Linked DNA regions of Mus musculus: region 1 is linked to region 2. Evidence: chromatin contacts called from public Hi-C data. All regions are on one chromosome and are shown on one strand. Each heading gives the region's core, a stretch centred on a gene start, on an enhancer-like site or on the middle of the called end of the contact. The rest is flanking DNA. Distances are from core to core; before and after follow the strand shown. Region 1 has its middle 53 kb from the start of Gm17619. Region 2 overlaps Bcas1 (breast carcinoma amplified sequence 1).

Region 1 (4,305 bases), core at 1,521-4,020, 160 kb before region 2:
CACACACACACACACACACACACACACAATCTGTGAATTCATCATTAACTCTGGGAATGTAGTCACAGGCAGGTGACCAGTATTTGATTGTAGTCAGTTTGATTTATAGGCAGGTGGCTTTTATTTGTTTCCTGTGCAAGGGTTGCCTTTCTGTGGAATGATAATGCCCAAATGTTTGTGCTGTGTGTGCTAAGAGCATGGAGTGGAAATGCCAGTTGATTCCAGATAGAGTCATTCATAATGGACCTTTATTATTTCTCCTCCTCCTCCTCCTTCTCTTCCTCTTCCTCCTCTCCCTCCTTCTCCTGTTCCTCCTCCTCCTTCTCCTTCTTGTTATTTATATGTATTTGTGTTTCTGTGTATGTGAATATGCCTAAATAGGTCACCTGGAGCTGGAGTTACAGGCAGTGCGGTGGGTGCTGTGTGCTGTGTGCTGGGTGCAGGACTCAGGTCCTTTGCAGGAACAGTAAGTACACACTCTTTTTAGCTAAGCCATCTCTCCAGCCTCATTTTTCCCCCCTCCTGAGGTAGGGTCTTAATACTAAATACCCAGGCTGGCCTGGAACTTTTGGCAATCCTCTTACCTCAGGTCCCCTCAATGGCTAGATTACAAGCATGAGCCACCATACCCTGCTTGATTGTCCCTTTAAACCCATGAATGGGTCAGAATTCCTCCAGCTCCTGTCAATATCGATAGGGGTTACAGTCTGAGACCACTTACCCCGCTTTATTCTCCCACAGGCTTCTCCTTTGTTCCAGTAAGTATCTCTTCGCAGCAGGCTGGCACACAGGAGATGATTAACATATCAATGGGAGGATCTCTTTGGGATCCAGAATTTGGTCTAAAGTTTTCCTCTTAGAAGCTGCCCAGGCATGCCTGTATATGGATTGTCTGTAATTACCCCTTAAAACAATGCCTGTGCCCAAATAAAAAAATTTAATCAGTGATGCCCCTGGACCTGTGCCTGAATAAAAGATTAACCAAGGAGCTCTCTGCTTGTGCTGAGACTTATACTTCAAGCCCTGCCCTGACTTGGCCCAGCAATGCCTGGCTCATTCGTCCCCACACCCGAGAGGTTTGGATTCAATGCCTCAAGAAAAATAGCTGTTGGTCACCACAGCGTGAAGCTTAATCAAATTTGTCTTCATGAATTTAGTGTTCTGACTCACCAGCGTGGGAGTGGGGGCTGATGTCAGGAGACACATCTCCGGATACCCGATCATTTGGCGGGTGAGAGTGGCATCGTGAAACATGGAAGCCGGAGAACTCGGAAGTTGGGGATGCCTGTAGGATTTCTTTTCCGTCCTCTTAGCTTTAGGCATTGACAAATGATGCACCGTTATCTGTCACCCCAGTATCACCCAGAGTCAAGACAGTGACTTAAACTGAACTATGGCACGGTTCAGGAGCAGTTCTGTGCTTTTTGTTTTGGTTACAAACTCCTTTTTCCTTTCAGGGGACAAGAAGACATAGGAGGGCGCCCTGGTTTGCCTTCCTGGTGCTGTGATAGACACCTTAACCAGAGGAAGTAACTTGGGGAGGCGAGGACCCTGCTTTCATTTACATCTTCATAGCTTGTTGGCTAAGCAGGCTGGCTGTGCAGATGAAGCCCCTGTTAGCACTCTCTGGCTCTCCTGGAAATTACCAACTGCACCAATGACTCTCCATCCGCAGCCCTGTTCTCTCCTCTTTGAGCCTTCCTGGCATCTCCCTGTTCTTCTCATGGATGCTCTTTCCCCAGCTCCCTAACAGCAGCATTCAGCAAGCTGTCATTCCTCTGAGAACCTGACACACAGTCCCAGCCCCAGTGCCTGCTTCCCCTGTTTGTGCAGCCCCTTTCCCTGTTTTTATAGCTTTGTGGTAATGAACAGGATCTGTGTCTGTCTGTCTTCCCTTCTCCAATTTTTTCTGCCTGTCTGTCCATCTGTCTGTCCTCTATCTCCCCACCCTCCAACTCCTTCCAGTGTTTCACTGTATAGCCCTGGCTGGTCTGGAACTTACTATATATACTATGCTGCCCTGGAACTCATAGAGATCCTCCTGCCTCTGTCTCCTAAATGCTGGGATTAGGACTAGATATTTCTATTGCCTGTTTTGTTATCAAAATTGTATTTGAAGAGGGCCTCACCCATTGATATATAGTGTTTACATGGCCCACACTGTGTGGCTGTGTGGTCCCTCTAACTGAGATATTCACTTCCTGGCCTTTTGAATGATGATGGTGGTGGCAGTGGTGGAGGAGGAGGAGAAAAAGGAGGAGGAGGAGGAGCAAGAGAAGGAGGAGCAAGAAGAGGAGGAACAAAAGGGGGAAGAAGAAGTGGAGGAGGAGGAAGAAGAGGAGGAGCAAGAGGAGGAAGAAGAGGAAGAGGGAGAGGGAGAAGGAGGAAGAGGAGGAGGAGGAAGAGGAAGAAGAAGGAGGAGGAGGAGGAGGAAGAGGAAGAAGAAGGAGGAGGAGGAGGAGGAAGAGGAGGAGGAGGAAGAAGAAGAAGATGAAGAAGAAAAAGGAGAAGGAGAAGGAGAAGGAGAAGGAGAAGGAGAAGGAGAAGGAGAAGGAGAAGGAGAAGGAGAAGGAGAAGGAGAAGAAGAAGAAGAAGAAGAAGAAGAAGAAGAAGAAGAAGAAGAAGAAGAAGAAGAAGAAGAAGAAGAAGAAGAAGAAGAAGAAGAAGAAGAAGAAAGCAGCTTCCTGGTTCAGTATAGAGATGAACCCTCTAGGCTATGAGTCACCAGCCTACATTCGAATCCCAGCTGTAACTCTTATTGCTCTGCCACCCTGGTTACACATCCAGGAGCTCTGACTCAGAATCCCTCCCAGCTGGTGCAGAAAAACATGACCACACCTCGCTAACTGCTTTGAAGTGCTCCTGAGGGCTCCCCTATGCTTGATGTCTTAGATTATGATCCTAGCAGATCTTTTCTGTTCTTATTTTTTAAAAAAAATGAAACACAGAACAATCTGGGCAACCACCTTTCCTGTCTTAGGGACAAAATTCATAGCATCCCGGTTGAGTCAGAGCAACTCAGGAGGTCTTCGATGACAGACTGTGGGGCTGTCTTTGATCTATTCTGGACACTCTGCTGACTCAGTGCTGACGACGGAAGACCCACTGGTGAAATGTCTGGGAGATCAAATATTTGTATGAGAGACTCAGGATTCCCAGCGGTCCCTGAAGCCTCATGGGAAGGGCTGGAAGGAATAAGAAAATTTACCAGGAACTGGTGTGGACTCCGACATCCGTTATTGCTGCCTGCAGTGGGTGATGGACAGACGGCAGTTCCTGGGAAGTTCTGTGAGGCCACTAGGTGGTCACAAGTTTAATTCGAGCCAGACATACAGGGCTGGCAAGGAGCACAAGATCCTGGTCTGCAAGAGATGCCTGTGGGCTCCGAGGAAGGTAGAACAGAAAGCAATTTAAATGAAGTAGGCAGCCCACAATTTGAAAATGGACGTCTGTTGTAGAGATGATTTTTAGTGGGGATATTGCCAGCATTTCAGGGGCCAAGGAAGAAGTGCAGGGAAGGTCGGGTTGCTGAATCCCTTGGGAACCTTGTCATCTTGAGGGATCCTGGGGGATCCAGGAATGTTTCCCAGGAAAAGGGATGACCACAGGGAAGCAAGCTTGCTGACAAGCCTTCTCCATGGAAGGAACTTGATGTTTTATTATTGTCATGATGCTGATTATGATTATTATTTATGGTGCTGGGTTAGGATCTGGGACCTCATGAATATTTGGCAAGCTCCCGACTTACGTCTCCAGTCCCAATCTCACTGCCCCTCTTACAAGGAGGGAAATACACTTAAGAGATTCACCATCAGATGATCAGCCCTACTCATGAGTTTCTTCCACCCTCCCCTGCTTGGCCCAGGTCTACGGTCTCAAAAGAAGTCATTCTTAGATTCTGTGTTTGTTCTCCATGGCTCTGCCTTGCTGTCGATGGCTGACGGATGCTGGGAGCTAGTGCACTGGATTCTCCTTTTTCGGGAGAATGGAATCTGCCTAAAGGATTGCCAGTCTCTCTGTCTTTGTATGACCAAGGCTGTAGTATGTAAGTCTGGGGCAGAGGGGCAGATGTTTGTCACCAAGACAATGCTGTGGTAGAGAGTTGGTCCATGCATGTTGCAGGAAGGACAGGGCAGGGATGAAGAGAGGCAGAGTGAGCAGCAGGGACCTGCCAAGTGATTCTTTTTTTTTTTTTTTTTTTTTTTTTTTTTTTGAGACAGGGTTTCTCTGTGTATTCCTGGCTGTCCTGGAACTCACTTTGTAGACCAGGCTGGCCTTGAACTCAGAAATCTGCCTGCCTCTGCC
Region 2 (4,528 bases), core at 1,205-3,704:
GCTTGTTTGAAAAGCCAGCGTTGTTTCAGAGCAATTGCCACACAAGGTCTGGATCGCTGAGTTTGGGAACTAAGCAGAGAGAAAATCATCTCTTGTGGGCGCCACTGTGATCGGCAAGGGAGGCCTGCAGATGTCCAGTGCGCCTCGGGATGCTCTTGTCCCACGGCGCCACCTACTGGACGAACAGGAGAAATGTTGGCTGTGTTTCTGTTTTGTTTTGTGTTTTTATTGTGTGAAACAGACAAACCAGGCTTGGCAGCTCACGCCTGTAATCCCAGCACTTGAGAAGCGGTGCTGGAGGATTGCAATATTTCTATATTGCAATGCCCTTTCACAATCCCCTCTTAAATTAAAAAAAAAACACCTAAAAATAGAGAAAACATAGAGGAATAAACAAATGAGGAAAGCGTACATCTACTGAGCCATCATGGGAAAGAAATTACTACTACTAATTTCAATATTTCCACTGCCCTTTCATGGTGGGCAAGTGGGTACATGAGGCTGTGGTGGAGAGTTACAACCTAGTGGGTTTTTCTCAATTCTAAACTTTCCTCTTGCAAAGGAAGCTAAAATTAAAAAAAAAAAAAAATCCTTGGACTGGGGATTGATCACTCAAATGCAGTGTGCTTATGTAGCATACACAAAGCCCGGAATGCCATCAGTAGAAAGTCAATAACGTTATGGATAAAATGTTGTCCAGTGCCTCAGTAAATAATTAACTTTAAACTGGGTCATTTGAAAGACAAGTGTACTGAAAAAAAATTTTTTTTAATTGTGTTGTCATCACACAGGGTTGAAACAAATTTCCTAGAGATAGCCATGCTCCTATCTGGGAAATGATCAGATCTCAAGTGGAAATCAAATAAATCTTAAAATGTAAAAGTCTAAGGGCTGGAGAGATGGCTCAGCAGTTAAGAGTCCTTTGCACCCACACAGCAGCTCACAAACTCCAGTAACTACAGCGGCAGGGATCTGACACCCTCTTCCGGCTCTGAGGGTGACACATGCTCATGGTACACAGACAAACGCCCAGACACGTAAAATACAAAGACACACATGCATGCACACATGCACGTGCACATGTACATACGTACATATGTATGTATGCATGTATGTATATTTGTTTGTTTCCACTTTCCTCTGCCATTTAATATATATTACATATTTATATGTATATTATATATAACATATATATATATATATATACACACACATTTATATGTGTGTGCGTTTGCACTCTCCTCTGCCATGTTTTCTGAGAGAGATCTAAGAATTCCTACTAAGAACTGCTTGGTGTTATGCAAAGAAACACAGAGAGAGAGAGAGAGAGAGAGACGCACACACATATGCACACAGACACACACACAGAAACACACACATTTTGTCCTTTTAGATAATGCTTTCCAAATTCTCCTCCCAGTCATTTAAATTTATTTCCTGTCCCAGTTTTTGTTGTTGTTTGTTTGCTGTTGTTGGTTTTGGTTTGGTTTGGTTTGGAGACAGGATCTTGTGTAGTCCAGGCCAGCCTCCTGCCCACTGTGTAGCAGAGGATAATCTTGAATACCCGATTCTCCTGCCTTCGCCTCCCAAGTGCTGGGATTACAGGCGTGCACCACCACATCCACTTTACTGTCCGCCTGTCTTCTTCCCAGGAGAGCAGCGTTTCTGAACGTAGTGCTGGAAAGAAGGCGATCAGGGAGCGGAAACAGCAGGCTTGCTCTTCAGACTGTGGTTCCTGTGGCTGGAGTGACCTGGGGGCCCGGAGCTGGCATCCCTTAGGAAAGTCTGCTGGGGCCTTCGAGAGGGCTCAGCAAGTCCGGGTGCACTGCTGCCATGCCTGATGACCAGAGATCGGATTCAGGGACCGACATGGTGGAAAGAGAGAATCGGCTCCCACAGGTTGTCCTCTGACCTACACGCATGCGTGTACTCATGCTGACAGACAGACAAACAACCCACAAATAAATAATAATGTAAATGTAATAAATAATAAATGTAACGAAAAGTTTGGGGGGGGGGAGGGTTGTGAAGACGGATACGATGAGATCACGCTAGAACTACCAAAGCCAGCCATCTTTCTCTTCTTGTACAGGGTTCCTGTTTAAATAAGCGCCGCAGAACTTGAATAAATTCATAAAGCAAAAAGAAGCATTTCTAGTTCCTGAGGAACCATTCCTGGCAACGACCGCTCCTCCTCGAGCCCACCACAAAGATACCCCTGGAAGGACTGAGAGAGAAACAGACACCCAGTGTTTTCTTTTATGAGCAGTAAAACCAGATTGCCATTGTAGGATCGTTTTGCGCACGTGCGAGATCTATTAAATGTTTATCTTAGAACCCTGGTTCACTTGGGGAGAGAGAGGGGGAAAAAAAAGCCCCGTCCCTGCCAGCCAGTTGGTTTGTGTGAATCACAGCTCAGTCAGCTTTCAGGCCTATAATTTATCTTTTCTTTGGCCTATGTGGTAAATGCCCCACTTGTCCATGAATCCTCGCCTTGTTTTAATGATGCTATGGTCTGAATGTAGTTTTATAAGCCACACAGATAAGATTGTCATTCTGAAAACACAGATTTGTGTGTTTTTCCCCCCCAGGAGGAGATTTGGGGGGTGGGGAGTGGGGAGTTACCTCTGTCCTGATTCACATCTTGGTGGGATTGTGGCTGGAATTCCAAACCCAGCTAGGAGGACTCAGTGGTAGTGGGGGTGGAGGCAGGGAACTGTGGGGGATGGGAGAGGGGGAGGGACAGCTGACTCGGCAGAACCCAAGGCTTCATTTACCCGGAAGAATTCTGAGTCAATGCTGGTCAACTGCACCCTGGCGGTACTCTAGATCCAAGAGAATGTTACTGATTGGGAAGTTTTATTCATGTTATTTTCTGAGAGCTGTTTTTTCTCACTCTACTAAAAAACAAACAAACAAACAAACAAACAAACAAACCAATGGTTTTCTCCCCAAACACTGAAGTAGGCCATAGGAGCCAGATGGAAAACCTTGACAGATCAGAGGGCTTCTTTTTTTTTTTCTTTTTCTGTTTAGCTTTTAAAAATCCTTGTGCATATATATGCATTCAAATAGCCATGTGTTTGTAGGCTGAAGGTGAAACGGTTATCTCATACTATGTATAAAAAATGTTGTAGACATGCACAGTACAAGATAGACAATATTTCAAATTTCAGTGATACTGCCAACCAAAGCATGGACATTTGTAGGGTAGCCCAGCTGAGCACAGGAGTTTCCTTGGCAAGTGTAGCCAAGAGGGTCTTTTATCCAGGAAGAAACACATGTTATAACTGAGGGTGGGGCACTCTGAAAGATGGTTTTAACTGCGAACATCCCCCTGGGCCAGACTACATTCATACTTCCTATGTTTCTAACCCAGATTGCGTCTGGAAGGCAGTTTCACCTGGAAACCCATTAACTGCCATTAAGTCTAGCTGCTGTCTCTGAGGGTGTCCCTCACCCATGTTGTCTCCGAAGGTGTCCCTCACCCCTGCCCAACAGAGGAGGAGGCAGACAAGGCAAAACAACACTTCAAAACGGCTCACTTCAAAATGATTCTTTGAAAGAATGAACGAGTGTGCTGGGGTTTGTGACGAGAGAACTAGCTGGTGGCTGCTGGTTTGGTTTGTTTGATTAAGACGGAGGATTTGGCTGGGTCACTAGGCAACCGTGCAAAGACGGGCAGAGCAGAGCTCTTCATTCTCTCTCTCTCTCTCTCTCTCTCTCTCTCTCTAAATAACTCTATTTTTCCCTAATTCAGGTGATGGACGGGCTCTGGAGTCAGACGCCTTAAAAGCCTCTGACTGTTAAAGAAGCTTACCACCTCTGAATGGCTCTCAACACCCAGGGGCATCGAAGCAAACCCAGCCAGAGTTTCTCTACACTGACGAAATGCGTAAACAATTGCCTGGAATCATCATGACTATCGGTGACCAGTTCACAGCCCCAAGAAGAGCAGCTTAGGGCTTTTGGCGCAGGATACGATGCTTTCTGCAGTGAGGCTGACAGTGTGAGTCCAGACCCCTCCCCACATGCTGCTCATTGGACTGTATGTCAAGCTAACACAGTCTGGGAGCAGACACCGGGAAGACCTTGGAGTCCAAATTTATGGGCGTAGAAAAATATCGGTAGCAAGAGGCTTCAGTAGATGAGTCTTATTGTCCTTTTTACAGTTTCAGCTGTCTGGAAAATTTGCCTGGACCCTGTCACTGTACGATTCATTATTTTCTTTCCTTTGAGACGGGGTCCTCTGTAGCTCAGGCTGGCCTTAAGTAGCCAAGGATGACCTTGAATTTTAGATTTTCTTGTTTCTACGTCCCAAGTGCTGGGATTAAAATACCTGAACCTTCCTTCATCCCTGGGGGTTATGAGCCTTGGGGATCAAACCCAGGGCTTCAGGTCTGCTGGGCAAGCAGTCACCGATCACCATCTACATCCGCAGCCTGGTGTTTAGGCTTTGTAGAAGTCATGTTTCTCCCTGCCCCCCTCCTCCCGCCCCTCCCCCCCCCCCCCCAACCACCGCGGCGCC

The links. A called contact is a pair of places that touch in the nucleus more often than the background predicts.
Region 1: a Hi-C map of the C2C12 cell line shows a contact between it and region 2, with 1.8 times the contacts expected there. The contact joins two enhancer-like sites. A contact is called at or near these places in 5 of 484 Hi-C or Micro-C datasets (the C2C12 cell line, CD8 T cells, cardiomyocytes and 2 more), 2 of 115 datasets of contacts at active chromatin or transcription factors (embryonic stem cells and pancreatic cancer cells) and 2 of 9 other capture datasets (adipose tissue and liver).

The regions. Positions count from the first base shown.
Region 1 is chr2:170,245,076-170,249,380 of GRCm38.p6, forward strand. No RefSeq gene overlaps it. Among named protein-coding and RNA genes, the nearest start is that of Gm17619, 53 kb to the left of the region's middle. Within about 2 kb of position 2,771, at least 106 of the 459 cell types and tissues checked have an H3K27ac peak or open chromatin away from gene starts, as enhancers often do. A contact at or near this core is called in the C2C12 cell line, where this site is marked.
Region 2 is chr2:170,401,472-170,405,999 of GRCm38.p6, forward strand. All of the region lies in intron 4 of Bcas1 (breast carcinoma amplified sequence 1), which reads right to left. Among named protein-coding and RNA genes, the nearest start is that of Bcas1, 24 kb to the right of the region's middle. Within about 2 kb of position 2,455, at least 16 of the 459 cell types and tissues checked have an H3K27ac peak or open chromatin away from gene starts, as enhancers often do. A contact at or near this core is called in the C2C12 cell line, where this site is marked.